2 separate regions of the Danio rerio genome follow, and region 1 is linked to region 2. A link is a contact called in public HiCAR-type data. All regions are on one chromosome and are shown on one strand. The core of a region is the stretch at or near the end of the contact, and the rest is flanking DNA. Distances in the headings are between cores, read along the strand shown. Region 1 overlaps musk (muscle, skeletal, receptor tyrosine kinase). Region 2 has its middle 140 kb from the start of lpar1.

Region 1 (6,580 bases), core at 2,378-4,877, 220 kb before region 2:
TTCCACAGCTTGGCATCACTATTTAAAATATTTTAAAAGGCTTTAAGACAATTTGTTACAATGTGTTTAGGGATGTCTGGTTTGAGATCACTAAAGGTGGCCTACTACTGCACGAAGCAAAGTGTTTACCATTACAGTGAATATTGTATATACTGACAACCCAGTTTTGCAGGCTTGTGTGTTCTTGAGTACTTTGGCTCAGACTATTCTGCCTACTACATTATTATAGACGTTTCTCAAATTATTGGAGTTACAAGTTTGCATTGTACATATATTTTAAGGAAGATCAGCAAATATGAACTAAAACTGTTTTACTCTAATTCAAGTAAGCTGTTGCTACTAGTTCCTAATATGCTTGCTTTCCTTTAGAGCCCCAGGTCTTTTGCCAACGGAGCCCTTCACCATGGTGGCAGTAAAGATGTTGAAAGAGGAAGCTTCAACTGATATGCAGAATGACTTTCAACGAGAAGCTGCACTCATGTCTGAGTTTGATCACCCCAACATTGTCCGTCTCCTGGGTAATGTATCACAACTGCTTGCTTTCAAAGAAAGCAAAAATCTGCTTGAGGACTTTCCTAAAATGAACCACATCTGCTTCATATTACATGTATGTCCTTTCCTCAAGGGTACCGCAATCAAAAAGAAAAGCCTTAAAATAGCTTGACTCATCCATTTCAGTGTTGACCCAATGTGTAACCCCGCATCAGTCCCCTCTCTGGTATTCCGGAACCAGACTCAATGCCTCATTAAGTGTTAGAATAACAGAAGTGTATTTTTGGTTTGGTATCGACAGTGTGACTAAGCCAGTTGTTTGTGTATCTGTCATGCAGGTGTCTGTGCAGTGGGGAAGCCCATGTGTCTCATGTTTGAATACATGGCATATGGGGACTTGAATGAATTCCTGCGACGGCGCTGTGCAACCCAGCAGCCCAGTCTAAGTCGGGATACCTTGACTTCCAGCAGTCTCGTGTCAGAACCTGAGCGTTACCCACCCCTCAGCTGCCAGGAGCAGCTCTCCATTTCCAAACAGGTGGCAGCAGGAATGGCGTACTTATCGGAGCGCAAATTTGTCCACCGTGACCTTGCTACTAGAAACTGTTTGGTAGCAGAAAACTTGGTTGTGAAAATTGCAGATTTTGGTCTCTCACGCAATATCTATGCAGCTGATTACTACAAAGCCAGTGAAAATGATGCCATCCCGATTCGCTGGATGCCACCAGAATCTATCTTTTACAATCGTTACACCAGCGAGTCAGATGTTTGGGCTTATGGTGTGGTATTATGGGAAATCTTCTCATATGGCATGCAGCCTTACTACGGCATGGCCCATGAAGAAGTCATCTACTACGTAAGGGATGGAAATGTTCTTTCCTGCCCAGAAAACTGTCCACAGGAGCTGTATAACCTCATGCGTTTGTGTTGGAGCGGTCACCCCACTGACCGGCCTAGTTTTGCCAGCATTCACCGCATCCTGGAAAGAATGCATGACCAGATGCTCAAATCTGGTCTTTCTTGAGGATCTCTAAAATGCAGCTCCAATCATTAAGGAACTCATTACAATCCAAAGTAGCCCAGAGAGGTCATGAAGAAGCATAAAACACTTTATTGTATGCTCAAGAGGGCAAGCCGGAGGACCTTTTAGGGTCCCACAAATACCCAAGGACCCAAAAGAACATTGGGGAATGGGAAAAAAGCCTTAAACGATTGAAAAGGCTCACATACCTTGATCCCTCAAACTCTTTGAAGCTCAATAGTTTTTTTCTTTTTTTATGGCACAGATGTATGGTGGAGCTCAAATGAGAGCTACAGTAGTGAAGGCTTGAGGTTCATATCTTGAGAATTTCTGTAATCACCGGGTAATAATATACCACTTCAGTCTAAAATGAAATCTCTGCAAGCAGAGACATATAGTATAGTATTTTTTGCTTTTGTCTTCCCTTTGGATATATTTTAAGTAGTGAAAGTACTATTCATCTAGATATAGTTTTGTAAAATTCTTAAAAAGACATTCATTCAAGAACATGTTTCAGTGCTTTAACGTATAGACTGTTCTCAGCATTTCATTAAAAAAAAAAAAAAGTAGAATAGTATATTCCAAAGTGGCACATCATCACTTTATTTTATGCTTTGTTTTTTGTTTCACATTGATATTCCAAGATAAGATCTTTGTTTGTTTTGTTTTATTTGTTAGTAGTAAGTAAAACAGTGTAGTATGTAAATATGTAGCATACTTTATTTGTAAAATGATTTCATGAGTTAACCAAAATGTATTATGATATTGTCAAAGAAATGAAAACAAACAGACTGACTGACTATAATGGTTCAATCAGTTTTATTTTGACAAAATCCTATATAAAGATTTGTGGAATTTATATAGTTTATTACTAGTTTTCAGGTTATTTAGAAAATAAGGTCAATGTCTCTGAGATAACTCAAATAGAAGTAAGATCTCAAGTACTAACCAAAAGTTCTATATATTAAAGTGGGTATATAACAGTACACATTATAACAAATTCTACAACAACTTGACTTCACTTCAGTTCAGCCAGTCCAAACTTTAGGCAGATATTTTGACACTATATCAGAAACAAAAATACTTAGAACATGTGCTATTGCACATGCATAGCATGACTTTTATAGTTATAATAATGTTATCATTATATTATTTCATAATGTTAGCAATCTATTTTAATACTGTGGTTACATTAGATGTATGAATAGATGTTGGATATGAATTTTGTTTGAAATAAAACAATTTCTTTTGTCTTGAATACATATTCATAAATAAATACACAGCTCTACCATTTAAAAAGCAACACTGTGCTATATAGTCACAGTAACTGAGTTAACTGCAATAATATTATTGAGATTTAAAAGCAATCAATAGTCTACAGCAGTTGTTCCCACGTGGTCAGGACCCCCTGGAAGCGTCGCGGAACAATGACAAGGGGTCGCTTGGTCATTTCCATAACTCAAATAACTTTTATTAAACTATTAGAATTACCATATTTTATTTATAACCCACTGAAGAAAGTTAAATTACATTTCTTTGTGGAGTTTGCATGTACTCCAAAAGTCCAAAGATGTGTGGTATAGGTGATTTAGGTATGCTAAAATTGACCAGTGTGTGTGTGTGTGTGTGTGTGTGTGTGTGTGTGTGTGTGTGTGTGTGTGTGTGTGTGTGTGTGTGTGTGTGTGTGTGTGTGTGTGAATAAAGATGTATAGATGTTTCCCAGTAATGGGTTGCAGCTGGAAGGGCATCCACTGCGCAAAACTTACGCTGGATAAGTTGGCGGTTCATTCCGCTGTGGTGACCCCAGATAAATAAAGGGACTAAGATGGACAGAAAATGATTAAATGAATGAATGAATGAATGAAAAAAAATGGTTATTAGATTGTTGCAGTTTTGTGTTGTTAATATGCTCATGTTTATAAGTATGCCTATTGTTGTGTGCAACTTTTGGAGATTTATAACCACCTTCTAGAAAAAAAAAAGGGGGTGAGTCACTGACACTGTTATTTTTGGGGTTGCGGGCTGAAAGGTTTGGGAACCCCTGGTCTATGGGACTTTTGTGTTTCCAAATAAATATTGAGTTTTATATCATGTAACAGACAGGGGGCAGTGTTACATCACAAGTACTAAAACGACCTCGTGATTTATAGCAATACCTTTTCTCTGCGTTAGGGCCAGTTTCTTGCTCAAAGCATTCAAAACAGGAACTTACTGAGACAGTATTAAATCACGCTGGCATTTAATGAAGAACAAAGATGAAGGATTTACTTTCAACGTGTGTGGGACAGTTCTTTTTTATTCCGGCTTTTCATTTATCATCTAAGAATGTCCGATCCTATCTGATAATCCTAGAAATACATCGTCTTTGCCATGAGTTTTCACTGTTATAGAAACCTCAAGAAGTAAAGAAAGGCAAAACCACAGACGTCCAAGTAGCAGGCCAGGAAAAACAAGTGACGAACGGATTCACGAGCCATGGCTCCTGCCAGCACGTTTGGAAGACGGAGAAAAAAAAAATGCATTTGGGCCTTTGGGCATTTTTTTTTTCTCCGTCTTCCAAACGTGCTGGCAGGAGCCATGGCTCGTGAATCCGTTCGTATATATATATACATATATAATATTGAACATTATAAGGTTAAACAGAACCTATATTGATAATAAATATAATTAATAAAAACTTCTCTGGGATTACAATTAAAGAATGTTTTAGATTTTAGAAATGGTTAATTCCCATGAATACATAAAGGCCAGCATAAAGAATTAATATTATACAAAATGTATGAGTTGATAACATAGGTCAGATAATTTCCCCTTTGTATTTTAAGTAGTATGTCCAGATTTGTAGTATTTTTGGTAATTCCTGGTTATTTATGAATGTATAGTACATCTGGAAAGTTATTACTTTTTCCAAAATGATTAATTTTTTCTACATTTAAAGGGTCATGAAACACCAAAACACTTTTTTATTTGAGATGTTGACAGTCATATATGTGTCCCACGCTGCTAAAAACACAATTAGTGATTTTTTTTTTCTTTTCTTTATTTATTCATCCGGTTTGAAAAGGAATTTAGAAGCTATGTCACAGCGATTAGATCCTTGTGTGTATTCCAGTCTGAATGTCTATCTGTACTTGTGTTTTTCGAGCTTTCATCATTATTTCAAGAGATAGACTTGGTTCGAACGAATCAGTGTGCTCTATTGTTAATGAGGTATAACTTCATTATTATGCATGATAGCTTTGAAGACTGTTTTTACCTGTTACAATGTTCATCATCAGGAAGACGCTACGTTGTGTTGCCAACTGTAATTAAAACAAGTGGAAGAAGAATTGTTTAGAGACATTGTTGTCATCAGTGTTGCGTTAATGGAAGGAAGGTAAATAAAGGAAGGTTTGGTTTTTAATATCCGGCTATGAGAGTGCAGCTGTACTTAGTGTAGATTACAGTAGTCTGTTAATGCGTGACAAAAATATGTTCATAAGGAACATTTTTTTACCCGAGAGCTTTTAGTGAAAATGGTAAAATGTTTTTTTAAAAGTCTCCTTTTAAAAAAGACGTGGTTGCAGTTGGTGTTGATTGTCCTGTCTCTACAGATGTGGTAAGTGAGTGATCAGTGTTCTTTGTTTGTGATTATTCAGAGGCAAAGTTTTTTAGTAATGTCAGCAGTACCCTTTCAGGTTTTAAAGACTTATCTTAGTCAAAATAATTTGTTTACAGTTTAAAGTATGTTAATATCACTACAATATTATGGGCTGAAAGATCCGCTGTAAATACTGCTCTCTGAATGTAAACATTAACACTTTAATCAATCTATTACCGTCATGTAGGATTTTTGTGACAGGATAGTCTATACACACACACGGGTTTCTGACACAAGATGCAAGTGCATCAACATAGTAACTCTCCTTCTACACTGCGTCTGTGTGCTGTTTTGCCTCTGAATATCAGTGCATGCTCTAACTAAAACTCCCCTTTCCTTGCAAATTCCTCTCTCTTTCGTCACTCAACACTCTCACCTAAACAAAACTGGACTTTTCACTTTCCTGACTTTTTTAAATTTGAGGTGTGAAAACACCTTGCTGAGACACAGGGGATTTCATTGCCCCTTAAAAAAAAAAAAAAAAAAAAAAAGTTAAATAAGTTTGTTTGAAATATTTATAAATTTATAAAAGAAAAAAAAAATCACATGTCCATAAGTAGTCAAAGACTTTGTACTGACACTGAAAATTGGGCTGAAATGATACTGTTTCCTTGTCTTCCTTGAAATGTTTCTACAACTTGACTAGCGTGCACTTGTGGTAAATTCAGTTGACTGGGCATGACACAACCCTGTCTATATAAGGTCCCACAGTTAATAGTGCATGTTGGAGCACAAACCAAACCATGAAGTTTAGTGAATTAACTGTAGACCTCGGACACATACCAAGCCATGAAGTTCGAATGTATTTTCTTTAGACCTCAGAGACAGGATTAAATAGATATGAGATATGGTGAAGGGTAAATATATACAGAAAAATATATGCATTGTTGAAAGTCCCAAAAAAACACAGTGGCCTCTATAATCTGAAATAAAAAGCAGTTTGAAACAATCAGTACTTTTTCTAGGGTCAGCCGCCCAGAACAAGGAGAGAAGAACTTTCCAGAAGTGCAACCATCTCTGCAGTGCTCCGCCAAACAAGCCTGTATGGTAGAGTGGCCAAACAGTCTGCTTAATGTTTTCCAAAAGTCACCTTAAAGACTTAATGACAACAAGAAATTAAAACTATCTGGTCTCATGAACAGTGTTGGGAGTAACACATTAGAAAAGTAATGCATTATAGTAACTAATTATACTGTAATGCAGTTACATTTTGAGTAATATTTACTCTTTACATCTTGAGTAACATGTGCATTATAACACATTTTTTTGTCTAAATGTAATTGTTCAAAGAAAAATACACGACAAGACCGCAACCTATTGAAGGCAGAGTATATTGTTTCTGCTGCTAAAGGGCGCATGTTAAAAGCAAAGGCATAGTTTAATGATATTATACAATGTACAATGACAATGACACATGGTGATTGGGT
Region 2 (5,764 bases), core at 365-2,864:
ATTCGTTTCAAAACTATTTCTAAATTCAGTTCTAATTTCCAGCAAACGAATAAGCAGTGGTTTTTCATATGTATGTAGGCTAGAAAATAATATGTTTTGTAATATTTTAATCCTTTATATTTATATCCTATATCTATTCTTATTATATCCTATATATATCCTTAATATTTAAATTTTTTCATATGTAAAGATATTTGCCTATTGCTCTCTTGTGCATATTAAGCAGTGCGTAAGCGAGGCGCAACTCTGCGCCGGAGTTTAGACCAGGTTAGTTTTGGTCTAATGAAAAATCTATTATAGTTTCCCAAAATAGCAACGCGCCAGCGGTCCGCCTCAGAACGCCTTCCTTTTTAGACCAGAACGCCTATGGGTGCAAAAATGAGCGCTAATGCATTTGCTATTTAAACAGCGTAGCGCAACGCCTCAAAACGGCTCTTGCGCCAAGCTTAAACTACCAAAAGACTACTGCGTCACGCCTTGCGCCACACTGCGCCGGGTGTATGATAGGGCCCGTATAACTTTATCCAAGATCACACAGATCGCCCCCAAGTGGACAACCATTACATTTTCAGTATGTTTCGAAGACTTGTTTACTTCAATCACTTGATTTTGCCAAGTTGATATAATAATAATAAAAATTCCTTTCATTTATATAGCGCTTTTCTGACCACATAAAGCGCTTTACACATAGGGGGGAATCTCCTCATCCACCACCAGTCTGCAGCATCCTCCTGGATGACGCGATGGCAGCCATTTTGCGCCAGACCGTAACCTAAACACCAGCTGATTGGTGGAGAGAAGACAGAGTGATGAAGCGAATTTTAATATGGGGAGGGTTAGGAGGCCATGATGGACAGAGGCCAGTGGGCAGAATTGGCCAGGATGCAGAGGTTAAACCCCTACTCTTTTCGAAGGACATCCTGTGGTTTTTAACGACCACAGAGAGTTGGGACCTTGATTTAACATCTCATCCAAAAGACATTGCTCACTGAGCAGTATAGAGTCCTAGGACATTAGGACCCACACTGACCGCAGGTTGGGTGCCCCCTGCTGGCCTCACTAACACCACTTCCGGCAGAAACCTAGCTTTCCCATATGGTCTCCCATTCAGGCACTGCCCTGTTTAGCTTCAATGGGTGACCATGTGGATGTTGCAGAGAGCTAGCTGCCAGTAATGTACCAGATATGTGCTCTTAAACCCTTAATTCAAAACAAAATATTCATAAAGGTTTTGATGCTTCATGAAGTAGTGCTTTAAAAGCAGTCATCACTAGTCCACACAAGAAAATAGTAAATGATAATATAATTTCTATTTTGTTTTGAAAGTGACTGGGTCTGAGGAGAAGATCAAAGTTGCCGTGACGTTTGCAAATCGATTCCTGAATTAACCATAACAACTCACATTGTGTATTTGGGCCTCATTTGCACTTTTCATGCACATCTTGTTTCCACGTGGTGTTTTTCCAAGAGGGTGATACTATTAATTGGCTCAAATTCAAAAGAGAATGTCTGTCTCTACAGCCAAGAAATAATAAGTGTTGTTTAGTGAGTTCCTGAAGAAAGCTAGCCGGAGGGAGTCTCTGTTTTGGAACAAGATGTTTACACCACCACCCATTATGACAGCGCATTGCTGTCTTTTCCACAAACCACCACACTTCATTGCACTAGCTTTTCTTCATGGGAATGTTCCCCCCAGATATGCTTTGCAATAATATTTGATCAAATTCGACTTTATTGCTTAGGTGACGTAATGATGCTCTCCATTATGATGAGATCTGAGAATTATATATAGAGAGTGTTCATTGAAAAAAGTTGATTCAGGATCCATGATAGCATTTAGACTTTATGTAAAAATACTCATGAATGAATGAGTGAATGAACACTAAACTAGGACTACTACTATACACCCAGCCAATAAATGTGCAAGACGTGCATGGCTCGATTTGTTGCTATTTTCAGACTAGGGCAACAGTAATTTCAACATTCTGAAAATGTACAGTAGCTCTATATACATACATGGAGATTGTGAATTATATTGCCAGAAGTACGTATGGCTGCATTTCGTCTTTTTAAGGGTGTATTACATTACTCACACTATGCTAAAATCACTGTTATGAACAGTGCCCAGGCCCGTTTCCCGGATCGTTTGAGAAGTGTGAGTGCTCTGAATCGAGCTCAGGCATGGTTCACTTGGCCAGCAATGGCCCAGTTAGAAGAGGTGTGCCAGAACGTGATTCACTTGGGCTTTGGTGCGGTACACTTGTGGTGTGAGTGCAAAGCGTGCCAGAGCCCAAAACTGAAGACAAGATGTGACTTTTATGTGATTGTTTCATATTTCTTACTGTTTAATGAACGCAAACTGTCATAGATTATTAAAGACACAAACCCCTCACTGCACAACAGCTGCACCTTTAGCAAACCTCATAAATTCTGCAGCACGAGGACTTTATGATTGTTTATGAGCGTCAAAAAAGGCTGATCTGATCGGCAAAATATTTGACAACGTGTCATTGCATATTAAACAACTAAAACAATATAAATAAAGAAATCTCCACTGTGCTGAATGAAAGCGCTTACTGAACAGCGTATCGTTGATGACGTAAGCGTGCCCAGGCCTGAATGTAATGTGAGTGCGAGCCGTCGGGGGAGACGGGTGGGGGGACAAGTGTGCTTTGGCCCGGTTCAAGGCCACTGTACATAGTGTGAGTACACAAACATAAAACAAACAAACACTACAGGGAAGTGTAAAGCTGTTCTTTTTCACACTAGCAGCTGACCACTTACTTCGATATAGACAGCTTTCCCACTGTTACCGGTTTGTCTAGTTAGCTCTCCATGTATGTTGGAGGACTTGAGAAGCAAAGAGGAGTTGACCATGATGACGTGGGTCAATTTGTGCTTTTAAAACAATATTGGTTGGGTTTAGGTGAGTGGGGGTATCGGTCAGTTGGTCAGTCAATAAGTTAGTTGAGAGTGACCTCTGATGAATTTAAACGAGAAACCAGGCGTGAACATCACTTGTGAAAGAAACTTGAGATTTTAAATGCATACACAGCAGCCTCTGGTGGATTTGCAAAAACAAAAACTGCAAAAAAAAAAAAAAAAAAAACTTAGCTTCTGTGACGTTTTTCGCGATCTCTGGAAATGTATATAGGCCTTTATTTTTAGAATGACCCTGGGTTAAGGAATTTTCACATTTTGCGGCATTTTGTTTAAATTGCAAATACATTTGTGCCACTTTGTGGAGTCATGGGCGTGCTGGTCTAAAAAAAGAGCCATGTTAAGTTGCATTGTTGTCACATTGCTATTTTGAGGAATAAAAATAGACTTTGTAATTGAACAGCTAAAAACTGGTCTAAAGTCTAGCGCAGAATGCATTATTTTTGCGCCTATGCGGGTCCAAACGCTTACAAATTGCTTAATACACACAGGATGTACAGCAATACACAAATATCATTATATATGAAAAACATATTTGTTTTAATAAACACAAGTTAAGATTTGTCCACCTATCAGGTTTTGGAGGTGGATGTGTCATAATATGGGGCATAAGAATAGGACTTGTGTTTAGATATTACGCTTTTTTTTTACCACACTTCATTATTATTATTCATTTATTCGTTTGCTAGAAATTAGAACTGAATTTAGAAATTGTTTTTAAACATATCTTTGCCCTTAACAAACTAAATTAAATATGCAGACTAATGGATGTCTTCAGTGGAGTGAGTTTCCACCGTATCCTTACTCAATGAAAGTAAAGGAGTAAAGTAAAGGCTCATTCTTTATCCTCGCTTAGACAATCTGTTTAACTGTTTTCTCGCTAGTGAAGCAAATCAGTTTTTCCACCTACAAGGTCTGCCATGTAAATAGCAAATGCAAGATTCTTACTGGTTTAATGCACGTTTTGATCAAAACACACACACACATAACTCATTAACTCTCTGGGGTCTGAGGATGTTGTGGGGTTCTGGAGAAGTTTTGACTTGCACTGACATTTTTGTTGTTTTCAGTGCCTTAAAAACATATTAATGGCTAGAGTGTGATAACACTGTAAACAGCACAAGTTGGGCTACAATAATAATTAAGCAGCATATTTGTATGTGTTTGTGTTTTTGAGAAAGAAATGTTTATGCGTGGTTAGTAAAAAACTAAAATTTTGAAGTCACAGAAACAACACACAGAGAACATTTGTGCACAAGACTTTTGAGAACTGGATCTGGTAGTCTAGTGTTTTTGCTTCAAAATGATGTGGGAATCATCTTGTTAACTTGCTCACAGAAAATATATAATAAATTAAAAATTCTAAGTCACTTTTGAAGTGAAATTGGTTTATGCGAGAAGGCGTGAACTATAATTACTATGCAGTGAGTCACACCTGAAGACAAAGACCTGCATAATGAGCTGCATAATGAGCCATCAGACAGGTACAGTATGTGACTAGGAGGGAAGAGTTTCAAGAAGGAATCAGAGGAAAGTTAATATATATATATTTTTTGTTTGCAGTTTATTTAAAAATATATATATATATATATATCACACAAAATAACTGGAGAAATAGTACATTTGTGAGAGTCAGTACACTCTATAAAACTCTGCAAACTTTTAAACTTACACATAGCAAATCTACTGATTTTTTTATTTTTTATTTTTTGTAAATGAAGAGTTTAGTTGCAAAATGAGATATATCCATTTTGAGAAATGTTGGTTATTTGATATTATTATTTAAGACATCAACAGCCAAGTTCATTCACTATTTTCTACATTAAACTATTACTTGAGCTAGGTGAAGTCCAGGAACACAATATTTCTTCAAACCTAGGATATTTTTTATTTAACTTTGTCTATAAATAGTTTATAAACAAGTCGAAAAACATGCCAAAATGCAACATTCTTAACATTATTAAACATTTTAAATTGGTTAAAAAAAAAACAATACATCATAATATATGGAATGGAATAGTATATACAAAGTTTGTATTATAATAATACGATTCTGAGTTAGTTTTGATAATCTCATATTAGAGTAATGTTATTTAAAAAGAATGATAATTAATTATATTAAAAAAAGTACTGTGAGCAAAAGAAAGCAGGTGAAAAACACACCATGTGCGATAATGAAATCTTAAACAGTCGCGCGCATCACAACAGCTTTTGGCGCAAGTTATCATCCTCTCATTCGGTATTCACAATAATTATTAAAAAAAGTTAAACTTACGAAGGACACTTAGAAATGTAGCCTTGCAGACAGGTATCTTGTAATGAGGAGGGGCGCAGGAAAAAGGCAGTATTTCACTGTAACCCCTGGTCTTCTTCTTGACATCAGCGGAGACTGACAGACGCAGGATTACCTTGTCTTGGTCCACTTTTGTAGCGTTTTTGTACATTTTTGTGACGTTGAAGGCTACATCTTCATCTAATAGTTTGTCGGCATGACACAAACCAACATTACTCGCATTACTGAGCAAACTCGGAGCACTTCTTGTCTACTTTAGCTCTTTTTGACAGTGGTCCTTTACCTCTGTTGTTTTTACATCTGGATTTACATATGAACAGCATGCTTACTAAGAGGCGGGACAACGTTGTGTAATGAGGTAATATAGGATAATCCGTACCAGTCCTTACTTTTATACGGATTACATAAAAATAGATCATTTGTTTTCGACTTGAATAGGTTAATGCAAAAGTAGACATATCAAGCTTTATATGTATATCATAAATCATCATCTTTGTTGACTATCTTCCGAGTTTCCTTTCATTTTAGTGA

The links. HiCAR-type assays count read pairs that join an accessible place to other places.
Region 1: a contact with region 2 is called in a HiCAR-type map of caudal fin, with 10 times the contacts expected there. The contact joins two enhancer-like sites. A contact is called at or near these places in 2 of 18 Hi-C or Micro-C datasets (caudal fin and embryo) and 1 of 4 datasets of contacts at active chromatin or transcription factors (caudal fin).

What each region holds. Positions count from the first base shown.
Region 1 is chr10:15,279,113-15,285,692 of GRCz12tu, reverse strand. musk (muscle, skeletal, receptor tyrosine kinase) reads left to right here. Exons shown (of 17, transcript NM_001004503.2): 16 at 370-518; 17 at 831-2,770. The coding sequence ends at 1,516. Among named protein-coding and RNA genes, the nearest start is that of lpar1, 80 kb to the right of the region's middle. Within about 2 kb of position 3,627, at least 9 of the 62 cell types and tissues checked have an H3K27ac peak or open chromatin away from gene starts, as enhancers often do. A contact at or near this core is called in caudal fin, where this site is marked.
Region 2 is chr10:15,057,236-15,062,999 of GRCz12tu, reverse strand. No RefSeq gene overlaps it. Among named protein-coding and RNA genes, the nearest start is that of lpar1, 140 kb to the left of the region's middle. Within about 2 kb of position 1,614, at least 2 of the 62 cell types and tissues checked have an H3K27ac peak or open chromatin away from gene starts, as enhancers often do. A contact at or near this core is called in caudal fin, where this site is marked.